Linked DNA regions of Sus scrofa: region 2 is linked to region 1. A link is a contact called in public HiChIP or PLAC-seq data. All regions are on one chromosome and are shown on one strand. Each heading gives the region's core, a stretch centred on a gene start, on an enhancer-like site or on the middle of the called end of the contact. The rest is flanking DNA. Distances are from core to core; before and after follow the strand shown.

Region 1 (7,508 bases), core at 1,356-3,855:
AAGCGCTCACAGGATCCAGAGAGCAGCTGGGCGATCTCTTCGCTCTCTGGCATGTCCTGGATGGCAGCGTTGATCTTCTCTCGGATGGTCAACACCTGACTCTGCCATTTCAGGTTGCAGTGCCTTCTGTCCACCAGCCAGTCTATGTGAGAAAAACCCCAGTCACAGCATGCCCATCCACGTGGCCAAGATGCCACCACTGATTCAAACAAACTACCCTAAGACATGGGCTAAAAGCTGTATTCATACTGGTTAAGGTGTGGAGGTCACAGGAAGATGGGAATGAAGACAGGCCCAAAGGGATGCTTGGGGCTAAACAGATTCCAAAACCTGACTTTATCCGCAGTGTGACTTTTATAGAGCAGTTGCCTTGACAACAGGATAAAGAAAAACTTGAGGAGTTCCCGTTGTGGCTCAGTGGTAAGGAACCTGACTAGTTCCCATGAAAAATCAGGTTCCATCCCTGGCCCCACTCAGTGGGTTAAGGATCTAGTGTTGCTGTAAGCTGTGGCATAGGTTGCAGGCAATGCTGTAACTATAGCTCTAATGAGATCCCTAGCCTGGGAACGTTCATATGCCACATGTGAGGCTCTTAAAAAAAAAAAAGAAAAAGAAAAATTTTAAATTGGTCTTGCCATCAGTGACATTTTGGGAGTTCCTGTCATGGCTCAGGGATAACAAACCCAACTAATATCCATGAAGACACAGGTTCGATCCCTGGCCCCGCTTAACTAGTGGGTTAAGGATCCAGTATTGCCGTGAGCTGTGGTGTAGGCCGGCAGCCACAGCTCCAATTAGACCCCTAGCCTGGGAACCCTCATATGCCACAGGTGTGGCCAAAGAAACCAAAAACCAAACCAAAACAAAAAAATGTGCCACTTTGGGCCACTCTAAACTCTCCATAATATTTTTGCTTCCATGAGTGATTGTATCTTTCCTATCAACAGAGGTTGCTATTTAACTTCCACTTCCTCAGGGCTGGGATTAACCATGACAAAAAAAAAAATACAATATGGTTATGCCAAACCAGATGAATGAAGAACTGCAAAGCCCCTAACACCTATAGTGTCCTAAGGACTAAATAACAGCAGTCTAATCATACCAGTGAAGTACCATCCTGCACATATGAATACTAAGGTAACTGACCTCCTAGATTCTGGGCCCAGATTCGTGTTTTTAGTAGCGGGTATAGGTGGATGACAGCCAAGCACATTTCTTCAGTAGGCAGGAGCTAAGAGCTAGACTCTGGGGTCAGATGGACTTGGCTGCTATTTAGCAACTTTCTTGGGCAAAGTCCCTCAATCGCTCTGTGCCTCAGTTTCCCTACATGTAAAATGAAGATGCTAGAGACACTGAGTACAAAGGGGAATGAAGGTAAAACACCTAGCACATGGCAAGGGCTCAATGAATGGTGGTGATCTTCATGTTCATAACATCAAGCACACAAAACAGCACCTGGTAGAGCGCAAACCCTCGATACACAGTTGTTGTCTCATCAGTCCCTTTCACAAACAATAACAAGCACATACATCAAGAGCATACATGTGCCGGAGTTTCCGTTGTGGCGCAGCCAAAACAAATCCGACTAGGAACCATGAGGTTGTGGGTTCGATCCCTGACCTCACTCAGTGAGTTAAGGATCCGGTGTTGGCATGAGCTGTGGTGTAGGCTGCAGACGTGGCTCGGATCTGGCGTTGCTGTGGCTGTGGTGTAGGCTGGCAGCTGTAGCTCGGATTGGACCCCTAGCCTGGGAACCTCCACATGCCATTCAAACGGCCCTCAAAAAAAAAAAAAAAAAAAAAAAGGAAAATAGTAAAAATAAAAAAGGAGAGAAAGCTTTTTTTTCTGGCATAATACAAAAAGCATAGATGCTGGTGCCTGACAGACTTAGGTTCTAATTTCAGATCTGACATCTCAGTAGGTGACCATCTTCAAGGTAAGCCCTTCGCCTCTCTGCGCCTGAATGATCTGATTGGCAACACATGTTACAAACGTTAAGGTAGAAGACGCAGATTGAGTACAGACTTTATGAACGGTTCCTTCCTGCTCCTCTTAGCGAGGCAGGTCTGGGCACAGACGCGGGCACAGAGCAGGGCGAGCGGTCAGCGTCTGAACAGGGACCTTGGGATGTCTGGGCTCCAGCTGTTGGTGATGGGGCAAAGGGCCAGGCCTCCCCCTGACAGCCGGTTGAGCGGGGTGACCCCTCCTACCGAGCAGCTTGCTGGTCTGGATGTCGATGGGCACGTGCTGATGGTCCTAGCGGGAAAGATCGCGGGGGAACCGGGCGTGAGCGCTGGAAGGGAACCTGCCGCTTGCTCCATTTCGCCCGCGCAACCGCCACCCTGCGGAGCCACCACGCAGGAGTCGGGGAGGGCTGAGCCCATGAGAGAGCCGGGGAAGCAGATCAGGGAAGGATGGGCTGAACTGAGTCCAGGGGTCCCAAACCAGCCCCCCATTTTTCCAACTCCTGTCTTCAAACCTGCATCTTTCCTCCACTTCCGCTTCCGGCCAGCGACCGGGGCCCGCCCCGCCTACCACCAATCCAGATCTAGCGTGGCCGAGCTTCAGTTTAGGCACAGACAGGGCTGCTCCGGCCACGTCACCGCCTTCCTCTGAGCCAATCGGGGCGCGCACACCACCGGCCTCAAGCCCCACCCACCCCGGGGCTCCGAGTGGCTGAGCCCGGGAGGGGCGGGAGAAGAGGAGACGGCCAATAGGAGACGCGAGGCGGGCTCACGGCCAGGGAAGGGTGGGGGAGTCAGGAAAGGGCTGCAGCGGCGTCGCGATCCCAGTAGGCGGCGCTCTAGAGCGGCTCCAGGCGCTTCCGGCCAACAAGACAAGGAAGCCTCCCGGCAAGGAAGCCTCCCCGCAACATTAACGCGTCTGCGGGCAGGGTCCTAGCGCCGCCCAGGGTGACCCGGAGGCTGTTGCAAATCCCTTGCCGTCTTGCCTTGCTTTACTGTCCATCGATGGTTTGTAGGTCTCTTGTGCCACGTGTCGCACATTGCTTTCTCCTTCAGTTCATCAAATAGACAACTGTTGGGCAGCTGCTGCTTGTGTGGTTAGGGCTGATAACGGGAGGGAGGGAGGAAGTTCAAGGGAGGCTTGTTATCCCAAAGATAACACCTAAATTGAGTGTTAAAAGAAGAGCTGCAGAAAGGGTGATGTGGGAGGGGTGTTCTGGGTGGAGGAGACTATGCAGGCCACAAACCATAAGAGGGGTGCAGGGGACAACAAACAGGCAAGACGGGCAAAATGATTGTCAGCGACCAGAGCAAAATGAAAATGCAGAGCCCCTTGTTTAAAAATATAGACAATTTTCCAGCGTTGTTGTGAGCTGTGGTGTAGGTCGCAGACGTGGACTCAGATCTGGCGTTGCTGTGGCTCTGGCGCAGGCCAGCAGCAACAGCTCCGATTCGACCCCTAGCCTGGGAACCTCCATATACCGCTGGAGCGGCCCCAGAAAAGGCAAAAAGCCAAAAAAAAAAAAAAGAAAAGAAAAGAAAAAGAAAGATATATATATATATAGACAATTTCAAGAGGGCACAGCTTAGGTCTCACACTCGGGAAGGCAGCCCCCCAGGCAGCCCATCCCCTGTGCAGTGAAATGTTTGAGGCATGGGGTGGCTGGAGAAAAAAGCCTGTGAGGGGCATATCAAAAGATCTCAGGAAGCAACTTGTACTTCCCCCCTGCAGAAAGAGAAGAACCACTGGAGGGTTTTAAGGGTTTGAGGCTTGAGGCAGGGAGGAACGTATACAGGTTGGCTGCACAGAAGATGGATTTGTGGGAGATAAGACTGGGAAACTGTCAGGAGGTTATTAGACAGGAGTTCAGGGTTCACCTGGGACAGAGGCACTAGGAGGAAGAGAAGGCTGGATTTGAGATGTTTTGGAGGAAAATGGCAGTTGATTGGCTGTGTGGGTTTGGGGACTGGAACAGCAAGGATGACACAGAGGCAGAGTTCCTGTCGTGACACAGCAGAAACGAATCCGACTAGGAACCATGAAGTTGTGGGTTCAATCCCTGGCCTCGCTCAGTGGATTAAGGATCTGGCATTACTGTGAGCTGTGGTGTAGGTTGCAGACACTGTTCGGATCCTGTGTTGCTCCGTCTGTGGCATGGGCTGGCAGCTGCAGCTCTGATTTGACCCCTGGCCTGGGAACCTCCATATGCCGCAGGTGTAGCCCTAAAAAGAAAAAAAAAAAAAAAGAAGATGACACAGAGGTGGTTGGATGGGAGTGCCCCCACCTAGGACAGGGATGCAGGATGCTGAGCAGGAGTTGAGGAGGGTACCTCAGCTTTTAAATTGTGGGGCTAGTGGCCCTGGGAGACCCCCAGGTGAGAAAGTGGGCAAGAGGCGCTTGGGTTGGCAGCTTTGGAGTTCAGGGACTGGGGCCACAGCTTTGGAGAGCCACAGGCTGACAGATTTGTGGTCCAGGTGGTGGCTGAAGCTGGGAGAGGGTGTGAGACTGGGCAAGAGGCGTGTAGGCTGAGGAGAGAGGGTGGGCTGAGGATCTCACAGGGCTGGGTGTGCAATTTGCACCCCCCACCCCTTTCCAGGTTGTTAACTCCTCCAGGAGGCTCTGCCTGGGTTTTTCTAAATGACTCCCCTCCCCCTCTTTGCCCCGAGCATCACTTGGGGCTCAGTAAGTTGGGTTTTTTTTTTTTTTTTTTTGGTTTTGGGGTTTTTTTAGGGCCACACGTGTGGCATATGGAGGTTCCCAGGCTAGGTGGTCAAATCAGAGCTATAGCTGCTGGGCTACACCACAGCCACAGCAACACTAAATAGGAGCCATGCCTACAACCTACACCATAGGTTATGGGGACGATGGGTCCTTAACCCACTGAGTCAGGCCAGGGATTGAACCCACCTCCTCATGGATACTAGTTGGGTTTTTTTTTTTTTTTCTTGTCTTTTTTGCTATTTCTTGGGTTGCTCCTGCGTCATATGGAGGTTCCCAGGCTAGGGGTCCAATCGGAGCTGTAGCCTCTGGCCTACGCCAGAGCTACAGCAACGTGGGATCCGAGCTGCCTCTGTAACCCACACCACAGCTCACGGCAACGCCGGATCGTCAACACACTGAGCAAGGGCAGGGACCAAACCCGCAACCTCATGGTTCCTAGTCGGATTCGTTAACCACTGTGCCACCACGGGAACTCCTAGTTGGATTTGTTTTTGCTGAGCCACCACGGGTACTCCTCAGTAAGTTTTTTATCAAACTGCGTGATGGGATAGGCACTGAGAAGACCTAGATTCCTGCCCAGTGAGATCCTGGACCATTTCCATAAGCTCTCTGCCAGCCATGGTTTCCTCAATGGGGATAACACCTATCCTGACCATCTCAGGGTATTTTCTGTTCGCAGCCCTAAATAAATAAACATGCTAGATGCACATAACTCTTGGCAGTTTACAACATGCTTTCGTATATTTTCTCATTATTTGCAAACTCTGTGTGTGTGTAATAATGCGTTAATCATTATTGCTGTAGAATAGGTTGAAAATACTTCCCTAAAATGGCGCATAGGGCAGAATGAAGGGCCTCTTTGGGACTCTCTCATGGGAATTTGGCTCCCATCTCAGAGTCCTGACTCAGGCTCTAGGAATTACTGAGGCTCCCCCATGATTAAACAAACCCTTACTGGGCTCCAAGTATGTGTTCCTGGCTCCCTGAGACATCCCAAGAATCATGGCCCTGCTCCACCCTCCAGGTGCATCTCTCCTCCTTGAACCAACAGGCAGGGCAGGGCAGGATGAATCTGGAAGGCTCAGCCCTGGTGAGTTGGTGGAGGCAGAGACCACCAGCACTTCACCCCACCCACCCCACCCCCCCGTCCCGCCACAGCACCCCAGTGACTCACATGGAATAGAACGATGTTGATGGGTTTTTTTGGGGGGGTGTTGGCTGCACCCATGGCATATGGAGGTTCCCAGGCTAGGGCTAGAATTGGAGCTGTGGCCGCTGGCCTACACCACAGCCACAGCAACAACACATCTGAGCTGCGTCTACCACCTACACCACAGCTCATGGCAATGCCAGATCCTTAACCCACTGAGTGAGGCCAGGGATTGAACCTGTGTCCTCATGGATACTAGTCAGATTCGTTTCCTCTGAGCCACGATGGGAACTCCCACGATGTGATGTTTGAGAACAGTTCTGCCCAGCTGCTGGCCTCAGGGTAGTGGCCCCAGAGAGCATAGGAGTGTGGCGTTCGCACAGTATCTGCACTGTTTGTCCTCTTCCAAGGCCACAAAGAACCTCAGGGCAGAGAAGCGCACGAGTGGTCAGGCATGGAAGGCATCAAGGTCCTTGGACTCCCACCATCTGGAAGGTGCCAGGGAGAAGGATGTAGCGGCTTCTGACTGTGAATCTCTCAATTCTCTGCTGCTTTAGCAGGTGGGACACTGTCTGGGGAGGGGCAGCACAGGGGAAGGTGAGGAAGGACAGAGCAGGCCTGTGATGGCTTTGGATGGGAAAGCGCAGAGCCCCGGAGTGCTGTGTGTGCAAGCTGCCTGACCATCCTTTGTTGTTGTTGTTATTGTTAGCTTGCTTTTAAAGTGATAATCATCGGAGTTCCCCTCGTGATGCAGCGGAAATGAATCCGACTAGGAACCATGAGGTTGTGGGTTCGATCCTGGCCTCGCTCAGTGGGTTAAGGATCCAGCATTGCTATGAGCTATGGTGTAGGTCGCAGATGAGGCTTGGATCCCGAGTTGCTGTGGCTGTGGCGTAGGCCCGCAGCTATAGCTCTGATTTGACCCCTAGCCTGGGAACCTCCATATGCTGTGGGTGTGGCCCTAAAAAGACCAAAAAAAAAAAAAAAAAAAAAAGACTAAAAAATAAAATAAAGTGATAGTCACATGCCACGTACCAGTATAGATGGAAATGTTTTACAAGGATTATCTAATTTGATCCTTCCAACAAACTTACAATGTGGGTACTATTATTAGCCAGATTGTAAAGACCAGGGAGCCAAAGCTTAGGCAATTAAGTAGCTCGTCCAGGATCCTGATGCAGGTGGTAGTTGTGAGCCTGGGATTCAAACACAGGCCTCTCTGGCTCCCCAGGCTGCCTTCTCATTTTCTCTGTGGATTTGGCTTCTTGGGCGGCCCCGCCTGCTCCAGTCATGCAGCTCGGCCACCACAGCCACAGGCCTTTGGCCCGATTCCCTCTTTCTCTCCAGTTGTTGTGTCAGACACCTAGAAGCCCCACCCTCATAGCCCCTGCCCTTTTCCAAAGTTCTTTCTTACCACGCCCCGTTCTGGGCAAAAAGGCCCATGACTTATGTTCCTGCAATATCCATAAAAAGAAGTCGTACCTTTGACATTCAAATAATCCATTTCTGCCACGTTTATGACCTTGTGGGCCATGTCTTCTATGTGTTTGCTCACAGCCACGCTGTGTGTGTGTGTGCGTGTGCCTGTGTGTGGTATGTCTGCCTGCTGGGCTGACAGCTCTGAAAACTCAGCATCCTCAGCTGCCCTCTTGCTGCTTGTTGTGTGATAGCT
Region 2 (7,508 bases), core at 3,520-6,019, 130 kb before region 1:
GGAACCTCCATATGCTGTGGGTGCAGCCCTAAAAAAAAAAAGAAAAAGAAAAAGAACTCTGTCTTTACTTTCTTCACTGACTTGAAAACATAATTGAAGAACACATTTCTCAATTTCCTTAGTACGTGTTGCAAGTTGCCAAGTTTTTTCTCATTGTAAATTCCAGTTGCCAAAGTCAGCACCTAAAAAGCCAGTCTCAGACCCAAGAAAGAAAAACAAGAGCAAACTCACACTAAGCCAGCATTTCTCTGTAGCTGCTTTCTCAGCCATACAAACTCCCTGTAGCGGCGACGCACACAGGACGTCTTGGCAGTAAAGGCCTTGCTATTGGTCTACAGGAGGAAGCACATGCAAAGGGTTTAGTGGAAAAAGCTCATGTTCACCTGAACGCCCCATTGTCACTCTCACTGAGGACCCAAGCCACCAGGCCACAGCCAGGGGCTCCAAGCAGAGCAAGGTGCCACCAGGCAGCCTGAAAGCAACTCTCAGACAAACCCCAGGCTCTTTCCTCTCCTCCCTCCTTTTCTTCTGTCAAAACATCCATGGACAGGTCCTGTCTCAGCACTGGCCCTCAGCCCTGGTTGAAGGTGTTGACCCCAGTACTGAGTTGGATGCACTTACGTGAAGGAATATCTTATAATCCACATAAGAATTCCAGGAGCCCTCATTCTGCACTCGGGGGTCCTGAACACGCACAGTGATCACCTCCTGCAGGTAAGAAATGCTCCTTGAGGAGTTCCCATTATGGTGCAGTGGAAACAAACCCGACTAGTAACCACGAGGACGTGGGTTCGAACCCTGGTCTCGCTCAGTGGGTTAAGGATCTGATATTGCCATGAGCTGTGGTATAGATCGCAGATGAGGCTCGGATCCCTCATTGCTGTGGCTGTGGCATAAGCTGGTGGCTACAGCTGTTCGACCCCTAGCCTGGGAACTTCCACATGCCACAGGTGTGGCCCTAAAATGAAAAAAAAAGAAAAAGAAAAAAGAAAGAAATGCTCTTTGAGCTTCAGCTCATCCACACAAGAAGGCAGCTTTGACACACAAGTTGCCAGATTTTTCACTCGGCACCAATTTTGCTCATTTGTTCATTTATTCATTCAATTCAGCAAATATTTATTGATCACCCTCTTTGTGGCAGGCACTGTTCGAAGGCACTGGGGATAGAACATGAACAAGAGACAAAAATCCTTGCCCTTATGAAGCTTATATTCTAGTACCTTCCAAGGAATGGAAAAGCTTGTGAAAATGGAACCTCGTTTCCCAGTAATGCCTTTACTGTTGATTTCCTTCTCTTGGCTTGACTTTGAGCTCATCAGAACCACCAAGGCCTTACTGTCAGAAGAACACAGCCCAGCAATATCTGAACCTCCCACATGCCCTCAAACTTTAACCCACCTGTTCCCCAGAAACTACGTGCTTACCTCCTGCTCTTGGTTCTCCAACATCCTACACCAAAAGCCCATTGGTAGGAAACATCTGGCAAAGGGCAGAGACACAGGATCAATCACCGTTAGTTGGCTTCCACCCTTACTTCTCTCTGCCAGGGCAAAACCCTGAAAATTTTTCATCAGTCTCCCCTGGGGAAACACAGACAACTTTTTTTGTTCTTGAGTAAAACTTAAGAGGAAGCAAAAAAAATCCCCCCCACAGAAGCGTGGTGCCAAGCTAAAAGCCCTGTGGGATTTGCCTCCCTTCTTAGTCCCTGGTGGAGACCCTGACCCAAGCCGCCTCTAGCTAAAAAGCACGTTCAGGTCTGCACAATGTCCTCTCAGGCAGCCAGAACAGGCAGGTGGGCTCTAAAAGCTTTCTGCCTGAAAACACCAGCGATGCCCAGCAGTGTCTGTGGGCGCACACAGCACAGCTCTCTAAGTGAGCCCGACATCGCCCCCTTCTGGCTATCTAGAGACAACCAAAACCGCACACACACACCAAAGCTCCTAAGTCTATCTTTTGTCTTGCTAAGCACAGTCACACACACACACACCCGCCCCCGAAGGTACCTCTCAGGGTCAGAGAGTTCCGGGGGCACCTGAGCGGGCTGCCCAGCAATGACCTTCCCTTATCTAATCCAATCTCTGGAACCCAAGCCAATGGTTCTAATCATTTCCTCTCTCGATATGCGGTTTGCACCTCTGCCCAAGCACCCCACAGCTGCACAGGTCGACTCAGGATGTTTTCCGCTCCTTTGCAAAGATTCATTAAAGCCTAAGCCACTGATTTCCCCCAATGTGGCAGTTTACATGTGCAGCGACATCGCCCACTCCGACAAGGGGACCATGAAGGCTGCAGCACAGGGTTACTCAAGTCCAAAGGGGCCCATGATGTCACCTTCTGTTAAAATACAGCACTAATCTTGTTACTCCTAGAACCACTCCAACAGCATCCACTCTGGCTGCCGCCTCCACCCCCTTCTCCTCTCTTAAGAGCGGAACAATAAGGTTTAATTTCCCTTTCCAATTTACCTTGAAATGAAAACTGACTTCAGCCAATATGTACTGCCAACAAATGATCCGGGCTGGCTCCTGGGAAAACAAGACTATCGCTAAGCTCTCCCTCTCCTCCCCTCATGCCCATTCACACACCCACTCGTTTTTACAGTCCCACAATTAATTTTAAACACATTCTCTTATTAGTTCTGCCTTACCATTAGAAGAGCGTGTAATGAGTTTCCTTCTATTTTATGTTGTGCTAACACAAGGCTAACATTTCAAGAGAAGGGGAACTCATTTACGCCACAAAATTAGCAAAGCACACAGCTTTTCCAATCCTTTCCGGTATACCAGAAGGGCTCGCCACACACCGGCACTGCATGCAGAGATTAAACTGCATGATATACACCAAAATTGGGCTATAGAGCTGAACAAACAGGAAATTTTGTGATTGAGATATCATCTTTAACAGTATTCATGCTGACATTCTGATTTTTCATTTGATGCGGTCACTACCGCCAAAGAGTCCTGAACTGGAAGGCAGGACTGTCCAGTTCCATGGCCACTGATGCATGTAAGCAGTCCTGCATGTAAGCAGTCAAGTGGCTGTGACCCAAAAAGGCAGGCCAACTCACTGTGAACAACTAATCTCCTCATATTAAAACGAAACATCTTTTCTTTTCTCTTTTCAGGCATTGGTTAATTACCAGCACAGGAGCAGACAGTTAAATACACTGAACCGTTTTTCCTACAAAAGGAACAACAGGAGAGATGCTAACAAGGAAATCCACACACTCAGAAGAGCTCGAACATCCACAATGCCTTGAAAGGTTTCCCAAATTCAGGACCATAGTTTAGTAACTTAATGGTCATCACTCTCAGGCTCAAGAAGAGTTTGCCTAGGACTCTGAACCACCTCCAAAAGCAAGTTCCCCTCCTTTCCTTTGGGAATCATACCACTTAGAAACTAAAAGCTATAAACTGGCTTTAAAAATCCTAGGATCTCCAAGATGGTATAAACTTAAGTCTAAGTTCACAAAGCACTAAGAAAGTTTCAATGGTAACTTTCCTTAGAAACAACGGGGCCACAAAAACCTAGACTTCAAGTAATAATTTTCAGCAACTACTATTCTCCATCAGCTTCCTCCCTGTGCACTCCTTAGGAGGAAATAAAGCTCATTTCAGCCCTTGGAGGGAAGAAGGAAGTTCTTAATTTTAGCTCCATGATCTAGGAGATGGATCCATGTGTCATCTGACTAAGTATAGTTTCAGCTACTTACTTGGCACCAGCACCAGGAAGTGTAGCTTCCTGCGACCCTACAATCACATTTGAAGTTTTCCTTTGCTTTTCCCAGGACCTCCAAGGAAAACCCAGTTTGTTTATAGGGTAGATTCCTTGTAAAGCTTTCCAATGCCTCAACAATTCAAGGTAGCAATTCAAGGCTTTAACTCCACCATTTTCCCTCAGATTTAAACTACTTCAAGAGACAGGTTAAGAAAAAAAAATCAGGTGATAAAAAGTATACTGAGCCACCAAGACGCTCATCCTTGCTTACTCAGCCTTCAGCTCTTGGTGCCAGATGGCAACTCAAAAACTCTGCTTCGGAGAAACACTCACAGGTGGTAGAAGGAGCTCTCCTGTCTGACCAAGCTCTGCCTGTTCTCAACCAAGCAGCTATGCTCCATCTTTTGGTGATCTGCAACTTGCCACTCTCTCCACTTGCAAGCTGAGACACAAAGGCGACCACAATCTAGTGCAAGAGTCTTCTGGGTCCTCGTAAAATATGTGTCATTAGTCTTAGTCCTAGCGTTTGGCTAAAAGTCTCCAAACTTTTACTCCGGCCACACCCCCTGTGTTCCTAACGAACTAGGAGCAAAAAAGGCCACATAGTCCTTACTCCCTTTTGCCTACTAAGCCTGAGGAGTGGGAAGGAAAGATGCTTTACACTTTATAAATAAGTGGAAAAGCCGGTTTCCTTCCTCGGATACTGAGCTAGCCCTGCCTTCATCTCTGGAGAGGAGTCGGTTCCTTCCTCAGGATGTCCAGCAAGGTCCCCACCCTAAGCGCCACTGCTGACGCTCAAGCCTGCAGGCCTTACCTAAGACCAGAGCCCACGCCCCTTCACCTGACAGCAGCACCCACTCCCCGCGGACCCGCCCACTCCCCCTCACCTGAAAGCAGCGCCCACTCCCCACAACGACACCGCTGACAGCCCAACATATAGTCAGAGTCCCGGCTTCTCCTTCCGGGTGAGCTGCCGGCGCCCCGATGCACGACGGGAGAAAGTTGCCGGCGCGCCAATCCCGGGTGCCCAGACGCCCCGCCCCGCAGGCCCGGGCTCTCAGTGGCAGCCTCGCCCCGGCGGTGCGCTCCGCCCAGCGCTGGCCACTGCTGGAGTAGCTATTCCTACCTCTCCCCTGGGAGGCTGCAGGGTGGACGTGGGCGTGGGGAGACAAGAGGCTCTGACGTCCAATCCAGAGCCGCATCCCACCCATCGTTGTCAGGCCCAGCCAATCAGTGGCCAAGGAACAACCCCGAAACATCCCAAAGTGGGTCCCGGGGCAGAGTGTGAAGGGATGATCAGCGGTCTAGAGTGTGGCAGAGTCCAAAGCGTGGGAACCTCGCTGAGCCTGGGCGAGTCCCCATGTGAACCCTGGCTCCAGTTCCCCGGCTTTACCAAGGAAACACCAACTCAGATTCGAAGACCAGATTGTCGGAGCGAAAACCGGCTGAGGACTTTGCAGCAAACACCGGTTTCACTTGCGGAGCAAGCCCTAGGAAAGATCGTCCAGCCAGTTAGTAAGAAAGAAAAATACATTGACTACGATGTTTATGTTGTTGAAATGCCTTTTAACTATCTGCTTAAAAATAATTTTAGAAAAGCTAATATCAAGGGAAAAGTTGCAGTCGCAAATACGAGCTCTGGAGTTTAAAGACCTGGGTACAATGACCAGCACTACGCTGACCGTGTGATCTTAAATCTTTATGTCTTAAGTTCCTCTTCTGTAAGGTGGAGAAATCTCATAAGGTAAGGTCCACGTACCCCAAAGCAGCTTTTCTCAAACTTGTTGGTCTCAGGATCCCTTTACATTCTTACAAATATTTAAGGACCCCAAAGAGCTTTTGTTTATGTGGGATGTTCACCGGATTAGAAATTAAAACTGAGAAATTAGAAAAACGTATCTATTCACCTAAAACTAATAACAAACCATTACATGTGAACGTAATTTATTTTATGAAATATAACTACACTTTCCAAAACCCAAAAAAATTATCGAGTAGAATGTTATTCTATTACCATTTTGCAAATCTCTTTCATGTTTGGCATAATAGAAGACAGCTGAATTCTTGTATTAGCTTCCCCATTCTCTCTTGTGATTTTGTTTTGGACTAGGAAATGAAGAAAATCTGGTCTTACACAGGTACATAGATGACAAGGGAGAAGTATCTTTAGCCTTCGATAATTGTGGATACTCTTATTGTATACTAGCAAAACTCATCAAATTGTAATTTTTTTTTCTTTTTCTTTTTTGGCCTCACCCACAACATGTGGAAGTTCCCCAGGCCAGGGATCAAACCATTGCCACAGAAGCAATTGGGGCCACTACAGTGACACACCAGGCCCTTAACCCACTGCTCCACAAGGGAACTCTAAATGGTAGTTTCTTTAAGGTTAGTTGCAATGGGAAATCTGAAACCATTTGGAAAATACTGGTTTTCTGAGTAATGTAGATCTTCCAAATATTAATGTATTTCACTTTTCAGTTTTTTTTTTTTTTTGTCTTTTTGCCATTTCTTGGGCCGCTCCCTCGGCATATGGAGGTTCCCAGGCTAGGGGTCGAATCGGAGCTGTAGCTGCCAGCCTACACCAGAGCCACAGCAACGCAGGATCCGAGCCATGTCTGTGACCTACACCACAGCTCATGGCAACGCCGGATCATTAACCCACTGAGCAAGGGCAGGGATCGAACCCGCAACCTCATGGTTCCTAGTCAGATTCATTAACCACTGCGCCACCACGGGAATTCCACTTTTCAGTATTTTAAATATCACGTTTATTAAAATGTGATTAAAAATCACATTTAAGGGGTTCCCGTCATGGTGGCACAGTGGAAACGAATCTGACTAGGAACCATGAGGTTGTGGGTTCAATCTCTGGCCTCACTCAGTGGGTTAAGGATCTGGTGTTGCTGTGAACTGTGGTGTAGGCTGGCAACTAGCTCCGATTGGACCCCTAGCCTGGGAACCTCCACATGCCGCGAGTGCGACCCCTAAAAGCCAAAAAAAAAAAAAAGTCACATTTATTAAAAGCATCACTGAATTCATCAGTCTTGCAAAGTTGCCATCAAGCTCACTGGTGAATACTTCATTTTCCTATAATGGCAGAAAAGTTTTCCCTTCTTTTCTAGGTTCTTTGGCTGAAGTAAGACAAATTAACAGGAGAAAAAACAATTTTGTACTTAGAGGAGCCCCATAAAAATGATACCCAAGGGCAAGTTAGGCAGTGGAGACTCATATGCCATCTTGAGCTGAAGACTGGGCTAGGAGCCTGGGGCTTCAAAGTAGGGTAGGGCAATTCACAGGACTAGAAGGAGAGCAGGTGTTTGGTAATTAGAAGTTTGCCCAGGAAGTTCCCTTGTGGCACAGTGGGTTAAGGATCCAGCGTTGCCTCAGCTCTGGCACAGGCAGCAACTGCAGTACAGGTTTGATCCCTGACCCAGGAACTTCCACATGCCACAGATGAAGGGAAAAAAAAAAGTTTGCCTAGTCATCCTGATAAGTCGTTCAGATAAAAAAAGTTATCTCTGGTAGTAGCTCTTTTTCTGGTACAAGTCCCCTGCCTCCATTCTTTAAGATAGTTAGGGAGAAGTGAAAGTTTTCCCTGGAGTTCCTCTTGTGGCTCAGTGGGTTAAGAACCTGACACAGTGTCAGCGAGGATGCAGGTTCAATCCCTGGCCTCACTCAATGGGTTAAGGATCCAGCATTGCCACAAGCTGTGGTGTAGGTCCCAGATGCGGCTCAGATCTGACGTTGCTGTGGCTGCAGCGTAGGCAGCTGCAGCTCCAATTCCCTAG

What was found. HiChIP or PLAC-seq counts read pairs in DNA pulled down with a chosen protein or histone mark.
Region 2: a contact with region 1 is called in an H3K27ac HiChIP or PLAC-seq map of alveolar macrophages. The contact joins the promoter of SNX11 here to the promoter of CDK5RAP3 in region 1. A contact is called at or near these places in 1 of 5 promoter capture datasets (fetal skeletal muscle), 7 of 47 Hi-C or Micro-C datasets (embryonic fibroblasts, epiblast stem cells, fetal skeletal muscle and 4 more) and 1 of 2 datasets of contacts at active chromatin or transcription factors (alveolar macrophages).

The regions. Positions count from the first base shown.
Region 1 is chr12:24,219,359-24,226,866 of Sscrofa11.1, reverse strand. It overlaps CDK5RAP3 (CDK5 regulatory subunit-associated protein 3), which reads right to left and starts at 2,605. Exons shown (of 14, transcript XM_021067091.1): 1 at 2,480-2,605; 2 at 2,211-2,256; 3 at 11-142. The coding sequence starts at 2,485.
Region 2 is chr12:24,348,541-24,356,048 of Sscrofa11.1, reverse strand. It overlaps SNX11 (sorting nexin-11), which reads right to left and starts at 4,769. Exons shown (of 7, transcript XM_021067103.1): 1 at 4,605-4,769; 2 at 2,466-2,525; 3 at 1,425-1,580; 4 at 232-332. The coding sequence starts at 1,571. It overlaps CBX1 (chromobox protein homolog 1), which reads left to right and starts at 4,992. Exons shown (of 5, transcript XM_021067108.1): 1 at 4,992-5,228.